Regions from separate parts of the Mus musculus genome. Here region 2 is linked to region 1. Evidence: chromatin contacts called from public HiChIP or PLAC-seq data. All regions are on one chromosome and are shown on one strand. The core of a region is the stretch at or near the end of the contact, and the rest is flanking DNA. Distances in the headings are between cores, read along the strand shown. Region 1 holds the start of Tcaf1 (TRPM8 channel-associated factor 1). Region 2 holds the start of Arhgef5 (Rho guanine nucleotide exchange factor (GEF) 5).

Region 1 (3,140 bases), core at 182-2,681:
TAGCTTGTCACATTAAAAAAAATGAATACATTTCCCCAAGTGAGAAACCTAAATGCTCAATGGTAGAATAACTATAGGGTATTAAACCAATTAGAAATAAAAATGAAGGAAGTATAAGCAAGGATTAATCCTAGAGCTATAAGAATATACAGGATAATATTCATGAATGAAAGCATGACAAAATCATAAAGCAACCCATGTATGTTTTACACATAAGAGTAGAACTATGAAAACGGCGTAGTTGAAAGGAAAATCGCGAAGGATGCCAAGTCTCAGGCAGGGAAGGGCAGAAATGAGACCCTCCATTATGGTATTCAAGCCTTATTTTTTTACTTACAAGACGGCCAAGCGTTTATTTCACTATCTTGTAGATTAGACCACTTTGGAATGATAAGCATTCATTTTATTCTTAAGTCTTTAAAGCAACGCAAAACAGAGTGAAGAGCTAGCTGAAACGCAATCACTTTGCAAATCCTTTGGAGAATGGACAAATGGTTAGCGGGTCAGCCCATAGACAAGAGACATTGGTTCATCTCTTTAAGAGATTCTTCCTCCACGTTTCCACGATTGTCTAATTGGCAAGATCCTTTTTCCCCCTCTTCCATTTTTGTCCTTCATTTCAGGTTGGGCCAACCCAGAAGGCCTGCGGGGGGTGGGGGGTTGTGTATCTGCCAACTGGATAATCTAAGCCCCTGCTGCTGCAGGCCGAAGGCGGTCCAGACCTGCGTTCTCCAGAAGCCCCACACCCATTTCAGCAGCACCCTGCCCACATCCTCCCACCCACCTCTCAGAGCAAATATACTCCAGGCCCCTGGGTGCTTAAAGGACATGGAGAGGACTTTTACCTGGGGGCGGGTAAAGGAGGCTAAGCAGGGACTGTGGCCCTTAAAGAATTCTGTGTGGAGTCTCCTTCCGCAACCTCTGAGGTTCCTTTCATCAAATCCCAAAGGCTCCCTGCTGAACACAAACCACTCAATAAGGAAATGGGAAACGGCTGGGAGGGGGTTCCTGGCTGGCGAAGGGATAACAATGCAGGAAGACTGAAGGAGATATCTAAAGCAGCGGAAAGCTCAGAAAGAGACAGAGAGGAAGGTCTCAATGTGGAATGCATCAGCCACCTCCGCACGCCCGAGTTGCCCACACCAGCCCCCCACGCAGCCCCAGGCACTCGCCACCTCCTGCCCCCTTCCCCGCGAAGCACCCCACCCTTCTGGCAGTGGCCTTTGTCATCGCAGGCCTCTCCTGGTGCAGACCCTATCGCGGAGCCAGACTCACTCTGCGTCGCTGTTCCCTGAAGTGCTGATTCGGAGGCACAACAGCAAAGGAGGAAGCTACCCAAGGGGAAGAAGCTTCAGGCCTGCAAGGGAATAGGCGGTGGACCAGTGGATGGGGGACGTGGAAAGTCACTGGCAGAGAAGGGGGAGCAAGCAATGGGCCGTCCTGAGAACTGATTGGCTACACGGGGATGTGGGCGGTGCTCCGCTCTCTGCCCCCAGACCTTAGAGGCTCTCCTTTATGTCAATTTCTGCTCCAAGGCTTGGATGTGCAGCTGGCCAATTTCTAAAACACATACATACATACATACATACATACATACATACATACATACATACATACAGCTTAACACTGTGAACAAATAAGACATTGATAAAACAAGAGAGCTTTTATCAGAAATTATACACAATTATATTAAGAGAAGAATTAAAGCTATGGGTCCTATATTAAATTTAATGAAAAAGTCAAGTTTTGGTAGAAGAGAGTGTGTCTACACTTTGTTATATCCCAAACATCTGGAGTTTGAAGCTGTTGCATCTTCCTTAGTTTCATAAACTGGAAGTATGAGTGAATAGTGGCGGCTACAACAAATTGCCAGACAAGGAGGTGAATTAAGCCACACCCTTCCGACATCTTACAGTTCTGTACATCAGAAGCCTGGCACAGGTTCCACTGGGTAAAGCTGGGAAAATCAATGGGAGGATTTGCTTTCCTCCCTTCTCCAGATTCCAGAGTAGGCCTCAAATGATCTGACTTTGCCTGCTCAGGGACTTGCCCTGTCTGCAGAGGCAGTGGCCTCATCACTCCACCCTATACTTCTGCTATGGCATCTTCTCAGCTTTCTGATGCCCTCAGTTCCTTAGGGGACCCTGGTATCCATTCCAGTGGTTCTATCCAAATGACTTCTCAGCTCAGGGTCAGGTAACTAGCAAGCCTAATTCCATCCAGATCACAACTTCTTGGTCCTGTAACATTGCATCCTAACATGCTCTAGAATGATATATGGTTTCTATGGGGTCGTGTGTCTTCCCCCGAAGGTATGTTAGGATGTTTTTGCCCTGTTCTGTGATACTTGTCTCTATCAGGGTTAAAATAGGACTCTACGACTACATGTGACAAAGATCGTGCAAATGTCTGCTTTAACCTGAAAGAGGGCAGGTAATTCCAGACATGGGTGATTGCATCGTACTGTCACATTGATTGAGTTCACTCTGTTGTAACTAGGACATCCTCTTTGTAATGTGGGTCCCTTCATCACTGACCTTCAGCTCAGCTCACTGGTACCTAACTCAAAATCAAATCATTCTCTGGGGGTCTTTGCACAGCTCCATCGACATCTAGCCCATATGCTCATCCTTCTTCCGACTTACATGTTACTTACATGTTCTTTGCCAAGTAGTGCTGGGTCCTGGAGCAAAAGATAAAAGAGGGGAGCCAGTACCAGGCTCCCAGCATATTTCTGACAGCCTCTGAGAATTTGAGGAGACCTTTCTCACACATTGTCACAGTGTGCTTCAGTTGTAACATGACTGACGGGTAGCCTGATCCTGTTCTACCCCAATTCTAGCGGGCCTTTCTTTTTTGACCTCTTTTTTGAGGCCACGTCTCTCATTCCATTCAGTCCTCTTTTCTCCCCTGCATTGTTAAGTTTCCTCCCTGAGATAGTGCAGTTCCATAGGCAGAATGTGTAGTGGGAAGATCATATCAACAGAACACTTGCCTTGGTCTCCAAGAACCACTTATTACCACTTCAAATTCTGCTACTTTAAGAATTGGAACACACTGTGATAATGTGTGAGAAAAGTCCTCAAGAATTCCCAGGCCCTCCTCTTCCCTCTTTTTCTCCAGAGGCCTGCACTTCTTAG
Region 2 (3,140 bases), core at 220-2,719, 560 kb after region 1:
GTCAGGCTGTGAGAGCCAGATGAAGAGAAAAGGGAAAGTGAGCTTTCACTGAGGAGAGCCAAGGGCAGCAATGAGAATGCCCAGCTCCCTGTCCACACTAGCTGTGCCCAAGCAGGAGTGCTGACAGACACCAGCAACTTCTGCAGCAGAGGTTAACAAAATGTGTTCACCCACTAGAGATCAGGACTTTCTGAGTCCTTAGGGTTTCTCTCCCAGTCTAGAAGGAACTTTTTGACCAGCTTTAATTTTCAGATTCTCTTCACTCCTTGTTCTATGCCCTTGCTGGGTTTATGAAGCATGCTGGCCTGCCCTTATATGGCCGAATCCTAGACTTGGCATTTCTTATTATTTCCTGTATACTTCACTGCAATTATGAGTGTGTCTAAGCTAGCTAAACTCTTTAAAGTTTAATCCTCCAAAAGAGCATGACGGAACTAGGGCATTTTTTGAACACTGCATTGCTTCGGGACTATCAGAGAGGAGGCCTTTCTCCCTTGGTCATGTTTGATTCTGCAGGGCCTTCCAAACAACTGCTTAGCCTCTTCTGCCAGGGCCAGTGCAGCAGCGGTGGACACAGGGATCAGGGGACAGTCTACCCACAAAAGCTGATTGCAGTTGTGGGCCACAGCATTCCTAAAAGAAAAACAGCCAAAGAGCCTGTTAATTCTCCTGGGGAAAAAGTCATTATGGTACCCCCCAGAGCCAGGAATGGGTTTGGGGAGGGAGCCTGTGGACAGAACATCCAAAGTTCCTGTCATTAGGTAAAGGTGTGTGTGTGTGTGTGTGTGTGTGTGTGTGTGTGTGTGTGTGTATTCTCTCTCCGAATACTGGAAAGAACAGAGGAGGGTCATACAAACTGAGACATAAGATCTTAAAATGAACTCTGGAACATGGTGGCAAACAGAGGCTATCTACAGAAAAGACATAAGAATGTTTCACATGCACCCAGTGAAGAGAGAGAGGAACATGGGAAGGAGAGAGGGGGGTAGAGAGGGAGAGACAAGAGATAGAGAAGCATACAGACAGGAACAGAAGAACTTGTGCAAGAACCCTTTATCTTATGGCAAACACCAAGTAAAGAAACACGCTGACAATCCCAAATCTCAGATGTTCGGAAACATCGAGGGGCAGAAAGTCAGCCGGGTCCGGATGAGCCTCAGTTGGAGACCTGACGAGGACCCACGGAGGAAGAGACACGCAGGGGAGTCTAGGGCCACGCCGGACACCGGCGAGTCCCGTGCCCAGTTCTCTCCTGCGGCTCCTTGGTGACTCCTGCCTGGGTTCTGCCCCTGGACGGCCACGGCCTGCCGGTGCTGTGGGTAGAGCTCAATCCCGCGGAGCTCGCTCTTCCCAGCTCTGCCCGGAGCTGCCCCTCCCCCGGGAAGGTGTGTCCCTGTTTCCTCACCTGAAACTTCCTTGGGAGAAGCCGGTCCCTCCCTCCCGTCCGGCGGCAGGGGCGGGCCGCGGGTGGGGCGCCGGGGCGGCCTGGCCTGGCTGGGGACCGCGGCGGGCGCCCGGACCTGGAGGGGACTCTCGGGCCAGCCCGGGGCAGCATGTGACTCCGACCAGGTGGGTGCTCTCTTCTCTTCTGAGCCCCGGACTCTGGGTGGTCGTGGAGCCGGGTGGAGGTAAGGCAGGGGCGGGAAAGAAGAGAGAACTAGGCCTCCCCCGGGACCAGTCCCGGCCAGGTCCCGGGGCGCAGACTCCGGAAATGGGGGGCTGGGCCAGTGGGCCGGGCTCCGAGTGAGGGGCTGAGTACCTGGTCGGGACCGGGAAGGGAGCTGGAAGGAATGGCCTCCTGGCAAACTTTGCTTTCCAACCAGGTCTGAGCCTTGGAAATGGGCACCCTGCCCCGCAATGTTCCCGGGCCAATAATCAGAACTTTTTTCCACCCGGAAAGTCGGGGCCCTGGGGAAAGCTAACTCCTATGATAAAGAATTCTTGAGATTCAGTTTCTAGACGGTTCCTTACCTGGAAGTGTCTTTTTTTTTTCTTTTGTAACCAGGCCTGGGCCTTGCTTCGTTATCTTCGCGGCATTTACATGCCTACGTATGTGTGAATCTATGTACACACCTCTCTCTCCGCTGTTAACTAAGGCTCTGAAATCTGAATCAGGGATCCTTGCCCTGAGTTCCCTCTCCCCCATTTACCTGTGTATAGGGAGTTTCTTGTTGGCCTCGGCACAAGGTTCTAAGGAACGTGTAAGAGAGCTATTCGGAATATCGCGGTGCGGTAGCCCATTTTCAGAGCCCTAGTTTGGGGCATCTTCTATAAATGCCTTTTTCCAGAACTGATCCGGGAGAGCTAGCCCTAGAGCCTCAGTTTTCAAGTCTTCTTCCCCTCCCCCTTTCCTGGATCTTGGGTTCTCTGGACAATCTTGTCCTCCTGTCGGCCTAGCAGTGAACTCTGGCCAGCGCTGTGTCAGACTGAGGGGGAAGGGCACACCAAACTGGAGAGTTGAGAGGGTGGTTTTCCTTTCAGCTTCCTTCCTCCCTTGCTCTCCCACTGTGCTCTCAGCTTTACTTCAAAAGCACCAAGTCCCAGAGAAACAGCCCCCAGTGTGGCCTCTTCCCACACTTCCTGCTTTATCTACACCTGGGGTATGCAAGCTTCTGGCTCTATCAAAACAGTCATCATTTGTTAACCAGTCCTCGGGTCTAAGACAGAACCCATGGACCTTAAAAGGACTTGGAGGGGACAAGGGGGAGGCTGAGTAGAGGACAGACAGCTTCTAAATTCTAAGTTTGTGGTAAAAGAGAGATGTAAGCATTGGGAGGGACAAGTCAGAAGGAATGTGAAGGGGTACCTCTTTTCAAAAGAATACAGAAATTGAAGATGTAGCCAAAGTTTTCATATATCTGTTTTCCCTGGAGGGTATGGCTGCCCATAATGTGGTTTGTCTGAAGTTGTGTGTGGTCACGTTATGGACTTGCCTGTCTTTGGGATAGACGTCATTTGTGGTGTCTGGAATAGTCACTTACCCTGGTGTGGACAGAAGTGCGATCTCCTGAGATAATGTTGTAGAGAATGGTATAGACACAAACAGGTGTTAGCCTGTGTTGTAAACAGGACCCTGTACCTGCAATGTGTGTAGAGTAAGCTGGCCACTTGGAGTGTCTGTAAAGTACACAATGTCATTT

What was found. HiChIP or PLAC-seq counts read pairs in DNA pulled down with a chosen protein or histone mark.
Region 2: a contact with region 1 is called in an H3K27ac HiChIP or PLAC-seq map of extraembryonic endoderm stem cells, with 5 times the contacts expected there. The contact joins the promoter of Arhgef5 here to the promoter of Tcaf1 in region 1. A contact is called at or near these places in 3 of 39 promoter capture datasets (the 3T3-L1 cell line, embryonic stem cells and stem cell-derived epiblast-like cells) and 3 of 115 datasets of contacts at active chromatin or transcription factors (extraembryonic endoderm stem cells, forebrain and stem cell-derived neural progenitor cells).

Annotation. Positions count from the first base shown.
Region 1 is chr6:42,708,684-42,711,823 of GRCm38.p6, forward strand. Tcaf1 (TRPM8 channel-associated factor 1) reads right to left here and starts at 1,432. Exons shown (of 9, transcript NM_001355769.1): 1 at 1,276-1,432.
Region 2 is chr6:43,264,175-43,267,314 of GRCm38.p6, forward strand. Arhgef5 (Rho guanine nucleotide exchange factor (GEF) 5) reads left to right here and starts at 1,470. Exons shown (of 15, transcript NM_133674.1): 1 at 1,470-1,569.